Linked DNA regions of Zea mays: region 1 is linked to region 2. The links are chromatin contacts, called in public Hi-C maps. All regions are on one chromosome and are shown on one strand. Each heading gives the region's core, a stretch centred on a gene start, on an enhancer-like site or on the middle of the called end of the contact. The rest is flanking DNA. Distances are from core to core; before and after follow the strand shown. Region 1 holds the start of LOC100191660. Region 2 holds the start of LOC542597 (physical impedance induced protein 1).

What was found. Hi-C and Micro-C count contacts between places; a contact is called where the count stands out from the background.
Region 1: a Hi-C map of tassel shows a contact between it and region 2, with 2.7 times the contacts expected there. The contact joins the promoter of LOC100191660 here to the promoter of LOC542597 in region 2. A contact is called at or near these places in 4 of 25 Hi-C or Micro-C datasets (bundle sheath, ear, leaf and 1 more).

The regions. Positions count from the first base shown.
Region 1 is chr9:122,795,663-122,800,598 of Zm-B73-REFERENCE-NAM-5.0, reverse strand. It overlaps LOC100191660, which reads right to left and starts at 1,410. Exons shown (of 12, transcript NM_001359669.1): 1 at 967-1,410; 2 at 610-822; 3 at 1-68. The coding sequence starts at 1,132.
Region 2 is chr9:122,659,025-122,663,872 of Zm-B73-REFERENCE-NAM-5.0, reverse strand. It overlaps LOC542597 (physical impedance induced protein 1), which reads left to right and starts at 1,620. Exons shown (of 1, transcript NM_001112132.2): 1 at 1,620-2,295. The coding sequence starts at 1,715. The coding sequence ends at 2,104.

The DNA of each region.
Region 1 (4,936 bases), core at 161-2,660, 140 kb before region 2:
TGCTGAATCGCCCATGAAGGACCCGCCGTCGCAGTAACGCAGCTTCACACGGTTCCAGTTGTAAAAGTCTGATCAGCGGTTTAGAGATGTATTAGAACACGTAATTTCTGTAAAAAACCAGCAGGGCATGTACCATGTAGCTTTAAGCAGAATGCAGATGTACTACCATGTAGCTTTGCCTAGCATATATATACGCTCCCACAGCCTGGCATGCATGCGCCATGCGGTAGTCCGTTGGGAAAACAAAACGAAACAAAACAAAGCACTGTTGGCTAAATGATTTTTGTAGGACCGTGAGCTTGAATTACGTGGACCTAGATTAAAGCAAAACTGTTCGCGCTACCTACCCGGTTGTGTTGTGACCGCCATGCATGTTGCTGTCACCTTTTCGCAAAAGTAGGCTGTGTGCCCTGTGCTGTGTACCACCAGGAACGTGAAGTGAACGGGGACGCTGTTTGCTGCCGGCGCCGACGACGGCTTGGCTTCTCGAGTGAATTAATTGCACAAGAGTTTGTTTGAGCTCACGTCCAAGATACGAATGCATGGGATGGGATTCGGAGTGCAGGGCATGCATACTGAGCCTCGATCAGCGATCTAAATTACGTATACCTGGATTCATGGCCGGACGGTTGCTGAGGATGCCGGAGAAGGACTCGGCCTTTGCCATGAGGCGCGTCGATCCCCGGCGCGTCCCGGCCCTCTCCGCGCACGACCGCACGTCGTTGCACCAGCCGCCGCCCTCGAACTGGAGCAGCCAGCTCCGCGCGCCCGCGCCGGAGCCGCCGTGCAGGTGGTACGCCGGCGGGCTCCCGTCGAGGCACACTGCGGGGTACAAAGAAGTTAGACGACGCTGGCGCTCTCTCTCGAATGGCATACGTACGCTGCTCAGTCTGTCAGTGTCAGTCGCCATGGGAAGAGGAAGAAGAAGAAGCAAGCGACGACGACGGAGTTTATTTGCATGCTTGCCTGCCCCCGCCGACGCTGCGCCAGCGACGATCGTCATGGGCACCGTCAGCCTCTCCTCGACCACATCGGCCGCCGCCGCGGACAAGATGATGGTGGCCACCACCGAGGCGACGCCGGCCGTGGCAACGGCGGCGGCAGGCAGTGTCCAGCCCCGCGGAGGCCCCATGGCACGCGGTGGTGCCGCGGAACCGAGAACCCAGGGACGGGCGAGCGAAGCGGAGGCCGCCGGCCGGCTGGGAGGAGGAGAGACCGGGCCGGCGCACCTGTAACGAACGGATGGATGGCGCCACAGGACAGACAGAAGGGTGTATGTGCCGTGTGCGTATGCGTGCAGCCAACAAAAAGGGTGCGTTGTGGCGACGGCACGAGTGCAGCGGCGGCGGCACGGCAGTCAGTAGATCGTGACGACGATCAGTCGCGTCGTGTCAGCGATCAGCTGATTTCTTTCTTCTCCCTCGGCTCCGACGCGGCCGGCGGGGTAGTTGGATTGATCACGTTTTCAGTTGGTGGATTAATGCCTCCCTTCCAGTTCGTTTGGTTACTAGTATACTCCTACCATATTCATTGCAGACAGAGACGACAGATCAATGGCGTAATCTGCATGCACAAGATACTGTATCTCTACTGCTCCATATATACTACTGAGGGAAGGTTCCTCTCTTTTTATGTCTCTAGCTCGTAGTGCAGGGTGCAGCGCAGTTAATTACTGGAGCAGTTGTTATTGAAGGGGCAATTGCAAAACAGCCATCGTTTCGTACTTTCAGTAAAGACCAGCACCAGATTCAGTTGAGGCAATTGCACCAGATTCAGTTGAGGCAGTTGGGCACGAGATTGTACTTGTTTGTATTGATAAAGAAGAGAGACAAACATGGGCCAAAAAGCACAGCGAGAGAGTACAAAAATATTACATAATTACACCAGCGAGATTACAAAATTGAATAGAAGAGAGACAAGTGTATGATGATCTGTACTTTGTCACGAGATTTTTTGGCTACGGGCTCTATTTCTATTCAATTTTGAACTAAAAGTTAACGAATGGCTAGAATAAATTATGAAGAAACAATTGGATCACGATCCATTACCACAAGTGAATTAATCTGATCAAAAGAAATAATCTGAAACTTTTTATTAAAAAATAATCTGAAACTAAGGCCCTGATTGGAACCTCTAAAAATAATAATTAGCTACTAAAAAAATAGTTGCTGTGTTCCAAACACCATCAACTAATACCAGAACTAATTGTTAGCTAACTCACAGCTAACAATTAATTTATTAGATGGCTTAACCTAGCTAATAATTTATTAGCTGGCTAACTATTAGCTTTAGACGTTTTAAACATAGTCTAAATAGTGAGACGGAGACTGAACAACTAATGTGAAATTGGGAAGGTAATATTGTATTGGTTTTTGGCAGAGAATTTGTGAGATATTGACGTGGTCGTTCGTTTTCATATAATGACCATCACTAGCGTTTTATATGCGATGCTCTCGTGTGGGCGTGGGCTTCCCTGTCCTCCGTCTGCCCAGCGCGAGAGCACGACAGCCCGAGAGGCAGCTGTGGGCCTGGGCCGTGGACGACGCCGATCAAGCACTCGTTGGATGCCAGAGTTTCATGTGATCAGGGAAGGCTGCCGGGCAAAGTTCATCAGGCAAGCGAGACAGACCGCCTAAAATATGGAGCAGTAACAACTATTTATCTGATACAACAATAAGAGATAATCAGGTGTACCTGAGCAAATAGCTCCATAGGAGCTTTGCTTTCGTTCATCACGGAATGAGCCCAGTAACTGTCATATGCATTGTCAAGGACAACAATTTGGGCAAGACATGTCCCATCCACCACAATCGCAGGCTCCACCGGACTTCAGTCGGTCAAATAATGGTGATGGGTGTTGAGTCTGCCTGGTCCGTCCCTGCCTGACCTTTTTTTTTTTCCTTCAGGACTAGTTTGCCGACCCAATTTTTCTATGGAATTTCAAAATTTCCAATAAAAAATTAACTAATTTTCCTTGGTAAAATAAAAAATCTGTGGATAAATAGGGTTCCCAAACTAGCCCTTACAATATTATCCTGGTCTTGTTTTGCATATGCAAAACAATCCTGGCAATGGGCCAATAGAAACAAGGGAAGTATAATGGCTCAAGACTCATATAGGCCCATTAATCTAGGAGCCGTCTAACAGACGAAGGAAGGCAAACCCAACAGGTGGTCGGCACATGTCGTCGTTTCCCATCACCACAGGATCGATCAGCGATGCCGTCCGCGGCCACGCACAGATCAACCAACGTGACCGCGCTCTCGCGACTTGTTCGCCTGAGGGAGACTGATAGGGTTTCGCCGGCCGCGGCAACGCAGGCAGGGGCAGCAGCCGGACTCGCATCGCGTTCGCATGCCGTGTGGAGGGCTACGGCGCGGGGCCGGCCGGTGATAGGATAGGTTTTTTTTGTTCCTTGATTGCTCACATCACATGGACCAATTGGCTACTAGAGCTTTGTCACTCGGCGTCGACGATGGCAGGCAGCTGCTACAGCACCAGCTCATCCGGCACTCCTGTCCTGTGCTGTGTTGATCGGGCCCGCGGAGACAAGACAAAGAGGCAGAGGCAGGCATCGGCTAGCAGCACTCACATGCGAGGGCAAGCCCTTGATGCGAGTGTGACGCCCGGGCGCTCCTGCGCCGTCGTTTTGGATCGGTGGCTGGTGGCGGTGGGGCGCGCGTGGGCACGGCACGGTGGTCCAGATCGGTCCCGTAAGGCGGGCCAGGTTCTGGAGTGCCTTTTGGAGCCCAGCTGGCCGATCGTAGCGGTCCAAAGCAGAGCGCGATCGAGCCTCCCGTCGGGTCGGGGATCCGGCGGCTCGCTGCACTGCACGGGCGGCCTGTCGGCAGCCGCGCGAGCGAGGAGGACTGGAGGAGGCGTGCGCGCACGGAACCGCAGGTGGCCTCGCGCTTGCGTCATTTTCAATTAACGCTGGCGCGGCTGTGCTGTCCTCGAGCGACCGCGGGGCTGGTCGGCCGTCGAGCACGGCTTGGTCGGTTGCATCTAGTTCAATTTTGACTAGAAAATGATTTAATCCATTCTAGAGCTTGTTCGGTTAGCTATCAATCTATGTGGATTGAGTGAGATTGGATGAGTTTAAATCCCAAACAAGTTAAACTTGTTCTTAATTTTTTCCAATCCCATCCAATCCATAGGTAACGGGATTAACCGAACAATGCCCTAATGCTCTTTGATCCAGACACAACATAACACGCTCTAGCGGGGAGTACATCCTGTGCGACAAGGCGCTAGTACACTAGTAGTACACCAATTGTTCCATACGTACACATCTTTACTTGTTTAGCGTTGCCATGTTGATTGATGCGATGGTGCTGAGAAAACAACACGAGAGGCTGAGAGAGCGAGAGCAATTCTCGCTGAGGTCGCTGACGCTGACGCCGACCTGACAGAAAGAGATATGAGCATATCACCATCTGAACTTTTCGTACGGTACCACCTTGTTGAACGACAGCCGTTAGATCCAAGGCAGCCGCAGTTCTGTATCGGCTGTAGCCAACCCTATTCCACTAGCGGGGGAGTCCGAGGTATACTTAGGGCCCGTTTGGCAAAGCTCCAGCTCCAGCTTCTTTAGCTCCAGATCCTGATCCTCGTGAGGAGCTGATCCTCCTGATTCTCCTAGAGAATCAGAATTATTTTTAAAACTGTTTGGCAAGTAAACTGATTCTTGTCTGCTGAGAGTTGGTGGTCTGTGGCGATTGTCTATTTTACCCTTTACAGTTCAACTTTGTTACAAACCAATAAGTATGATGCATATACGGAAAAAAATTATGAAACAATAACATATAAAATATTCCCATCATAGTAGTGCATAAAATGGTCTCAAATGTTTAATCCATAAATTGGCTCGTTATGTTTTTGTCCAATGACAATTGCGGGTAATTTCGATCAAACTTTAAGGGGAGGTCCATATTTG
Region 2 (4,848 bases), core at 371-2,870:
CGACGTGTTAATTGCTGCCCTTATTGTACTTTATATTAGTTAGCAACAACTCCCTTTTGTCCATTAGCAAATAGTAAAAAAGAAAAAAGAAGAAGCAGCAGCACAGGGCGACGAACGAACTATGCTTATCGTCCACAGCATCACGACGTGTTAACCACCGAATTATTGTACTTCCACTACACCGTCCACTGCATCAGATCATAAAAAATTCCTTGAGGAACCAAAATCATCAAGAAAATTAGAAAAACCACCCAGGAAATATTTCTTGAGAGAGATGACTCTCAAGCTAGCAATGACCGCTAGCAAGAAAAATCGATTAATTCTTTGACTAAATAAAAATATCTAAACTTACAAGGAATTCCTGGTTATTTGCTGTAGCGTTCGCTAGCAAACACAGGCAGCGAACTGCAGAATATCAAGCACACGAAGCATGCAAGGTTGCTTCGCGATCAACGACGACTAGACGTCACGGGTGGATATTACGAGAATATATCGTCACATGCAACCCAGCTGGAGTAGACTGCCCATACATACATGCATGCATGCGACTGCCGACCCGGTTCATGATTTCAGCGGAGAACTCCCAGCCCAACATATGCACGCACGTCGGTGTTCTCCCGCGCTCAGCAATCTTGGTGAGATGGTTTAAGTTGTTAATCATACAATCATTCAGTGAACATCGAAACATGTGAAAGAACAGCGTTTCCTAGCCAACGTTTTACAGGTCAATAACATACTTTTTAAAATTAAACCCGAGATTTACCAAAATTCCGTGTCTACGATATATTCCCTCCATCTCAAAATAGGATTTTGTTTTAGGGCACCATAGCGGATTCATACAATATTTGATATGTGTTATTATATATGTGTCTAGAGTAATTGTCGTCCATTTGGATATCCATTTGAATATCGACACAAAAACGAGGAGCTAAAATGAACAATATTGTGGAATTAAATGTGGGAGTAATATGTTTCTACCTGGTAAGCTATAATTAGTGCATGGTACCTCTTTTTTTATTTATATATACTGGCGTGTTTGGTTGCAATAACGAGACGAAATGAGATAGAATGATGCTTTAAACAAGGTTGTTTGGTTCGAAATTAGAGGTTGGAACATAACCATCCAGATACTATCTACGTGTGTCCGTTAAAATTGAACAGACAAGAGGGGACACCGAGGGACATGGCTGTCCCAACTGTCCCCAGCTGACCAAACACATTAGGATGGTATAGACTAGAGAACGTCCTCTACTCGTATGACACCGGTAAAGCAAATAAGTAAACTATGTTAAGCAGTAGTATATAAGCTGGTAACTGACCAGATGGCAGGAGTGATCCTGACCCGTCACGAGCTAGCTATAGCTCTTGCTATGTGAATTTAGCATGATTGCTCAACTTGCTTCTATATTTCCACATGGTATAAAATTGGCATATCTCCCGCTAACAACTGGCGTGTTCAGATATAACCATGCAATGACCAGATCGATCGAATCACACACACATGCATTACATGCATTGGAGCATTCATGTGCGAATGCCGCCAATAATAAAGCACGAAAGCATCTCCCTCCACACCATCCATCAGCTATAAAAACCATGCCAAACACCCTGTGAAAACCATCCCAAAGAGCACGCAGCGCAGCACTGAAGCACCACTTCCTGCACTCACTGTGCTAGCTGCTCAAACCGTAGTAGTAACAGTCCATCACCACCAATGGCTCCCAAGGTTGCGCTCTTCCTTGCCCTGAGCCTCCTGTTTGCTGCCACCGCGCATGGCTGCGAACCCAACTGTTCTGGCCCAGTCGTCCCAACGCCGCCAGTCGTGCCGACTCCGTCGTCGCACAGCCACGGGCGCTGCCCGATCGACGCGCTCAAGCTCAAGGTGTGCGCCAACGTGCTAGGCCTCGTCAAGGTCGGCCTACCCCAGTACGAGCAATGCTGCCCGTTGCTGGAGGGTCTGGTGGACCTCGACGCCGCATTGTGCCTCTGCACCGCCATCAAGGCCAACGTCCTCGGCATCCACCTCAACGTGCCCCTTAGCCTCAACCTCATCCTCAACAACTGCGGCAGGATTTGCCCAGAGGACTTCACTTGCCCCAACTAAGCTTGGGATCCCTTGTGTGCTCCATCTCGCGATTCTATTTACGAGCATGTCGGCCTCTTGCAATATTAGCGAATAAGTTTGTCGTTTCAAATTCTTTCGCTGTACCATCGACGATTGTATTTGTGTGGAGTTATATTTGAAATTTTAATGATCAATAAGAAATATTCGTGTTTTTTATTTTGAGAAAAAAAGGAGATATGAATCATTCAGTTTTAGTGAACTCAAATGCATTATAACTACATTTTCTTGCCCGTCTACAATCGTTCTTAGTCAAAATTTTCTAAGTTTAACTAATTTTTAGAAAAACACACACCAACATGTTCACTTGGACAGGAGCTGATTTGGGCACTGGCCACTAGGCCACTTGGACCATCGACCAGTAGGGGTGGATTTGGGCCCCAGGCCACCTGGGCCGTGGCTCGAGACGCAACCCAAAAATCTTCTTATATCTAGGATAATTTTAGCCCAAATAATCTAGTCCACATGCACAATATCCCCTTCCACTCCCGATTCGTTCTGGCGCGTGGTGGTCTCCCGACTCCCCCATTGGCCCAATCCCTCATGCCCTGCCTCTACCTCCAGTCCATGTCTCTTCCCTCCTAGACCTAGGTGCCAGTGGCGGCGCCTCCGCACTACGGCCTCCAGTCTATGCCTCCACCTCCATGCTCCACTGCACGGATCCGGATCCGGCAACGACGACCTCCCTGCGGTCAGCGGTCTGCGACCTCCATTGATTCGCACCACATCGTTCGCCCCTTCCTAGCAGTGAGCATACAAAGCAAGTGTTCTTTAAAATAATCTTTTATAGAGTGGCCCGGGGCATCAATTTTATGGAGCTCCGCCACTGTCGCCCAGGGTATAGCACATATAATGATGTAGAGAGTGTTAGAGAGGAGAGTCTAGGCTAGAGGAGCAGGCGTAGCACACGACAACGACTGTTGGGGGGTTCTCTTTGATCGAAGGTTCTCAAGTCATTAATTTGTCAATTTTTTTTCCAATTCTATTTCAGGTATAATGAAGGGTTGACCATGTACACCTTCGATCGGAAATAATACTCGAGCAGTGCAAGCATGAAAACGAAGCTGAGAAGCTTCAGTTCCGTGTTTTGGACACGCAACGAAGGATCAGTAAGAGGAAGCGATAAGATCTTAGAGGCTTGGACAACATGTCTAATGATGGAAAAAACTTTTATACCCTTAAAATATCTTGTAGTTTGTGTGCATAGGACTGAGTGCATGATTGTAATTTTTACAACACTATAAATAGAGATACAATGTCATGCACAGGGGACACTTTGTATAAGATCTTCAAGGCTTCATGATTCTGTGAATTCTGTGATGTATATGTGATGATTATGTGATATATGTTCTGTTTGTTTGGATGGAATAACAAAAACAAATAAAATGGGTATTCTGGTCACTTTGCCAAGTGCCACGACCATAGCACTCGGCAAAGAAGACACACCTGGGACCAGTAAAGCTTCTTTACCGAGTGCTGTGGCCGAGCCACTTAGAAAAGAAGCAACCTTTATCGAGTGCCTTCTAATGCACTCGACAACGAGACTGACAAAGGTGTCCACTGGTGCTCTCTTTGCGGAGAGCTAGTCCAGCAGACACTCGACAAAAGGGAGCCTTTGCCGAGTGCCTCTTGGAGCACTCGACAAAGAGACTGGCAAAGGGAGCCACAGGGGCCTTCTTTGTCGAGCGCTAATCCAGCAGACACTCGACAAAGAGGGAGCCTTTGCCGAGTGTTAGGGACGGACACTCGGCAAAGTCTCCTTGACCGTCACTTGGTGCCATGACGGTGACTTTTCTTTGCCGAGTACTTGGTGGCACTCGGCAAAGACTTTGTCGATTTCCCGGCAAAAAGTACTCGGCAAAGAAGTCGTTGCCGATGTACAGTTCGCCGAGACTTCTTTGTCGAGAAGCACACTCGACAAATAGTTCGCCGAGTGCTTTTCAGCATTGTCGAGTGCCTGAAACACTCGATAAAGCAGTCTGTTCCGGTAGTGTTTGTTAGATTTTAATAATTTTGTTGGATTATACTCTTATTATTTGTAATTGATGTTTTGATTATTATCCTGGAAAAATATATGCTGAAATGCACTGTATCACCGTGTCAATTAGTTGAAACTAGAGTTATATAGCTGTCCAAATTTGATTTTTTGGAATAATGTCAAATTATTATCAAATTTCTACAACAATTGTCAAATCTATTAAAATGATAATATATTTAATTTGTTCAAATTGAAAATTTTTAATTCAACGATATTGTTATCTAGAATTATATTAAAATTTGGTTACGAAAGTAGAGGCACTGTCGCAACTGATATGATAAAATAGGGACAATGATGCAAGGGTAGATTTGTCTTTTTGCTATGGATTTAAGATCGATAAGGAGTACTAACGGAACAGGGGCAGATGTAATCTTCATTTAGAAAAAATGGGGCAACGATGAAAACTTAGAAATGAGGGGTAAATATGCAGTTAGAAGTCAAAGTAGGGACAATGACAATTTAACCTAAAATCCGACGGGTACGGGTATGAGTGAAGATTTTGACCCATGGGTGCAACCTACATTCGATCCAAAGTTTCACGCGTGTGCGTCCGAGTTTCTATTTCAATCTGTGGGTGACCCGATGCCGACTCGAAAATTGATTCATTCTTTGTTTTGCGCAAAAATGATTAAAATACAATAGTAATTATTTTGAGTAAGTAACTTGACTGATGGTTCATGAAATCTTG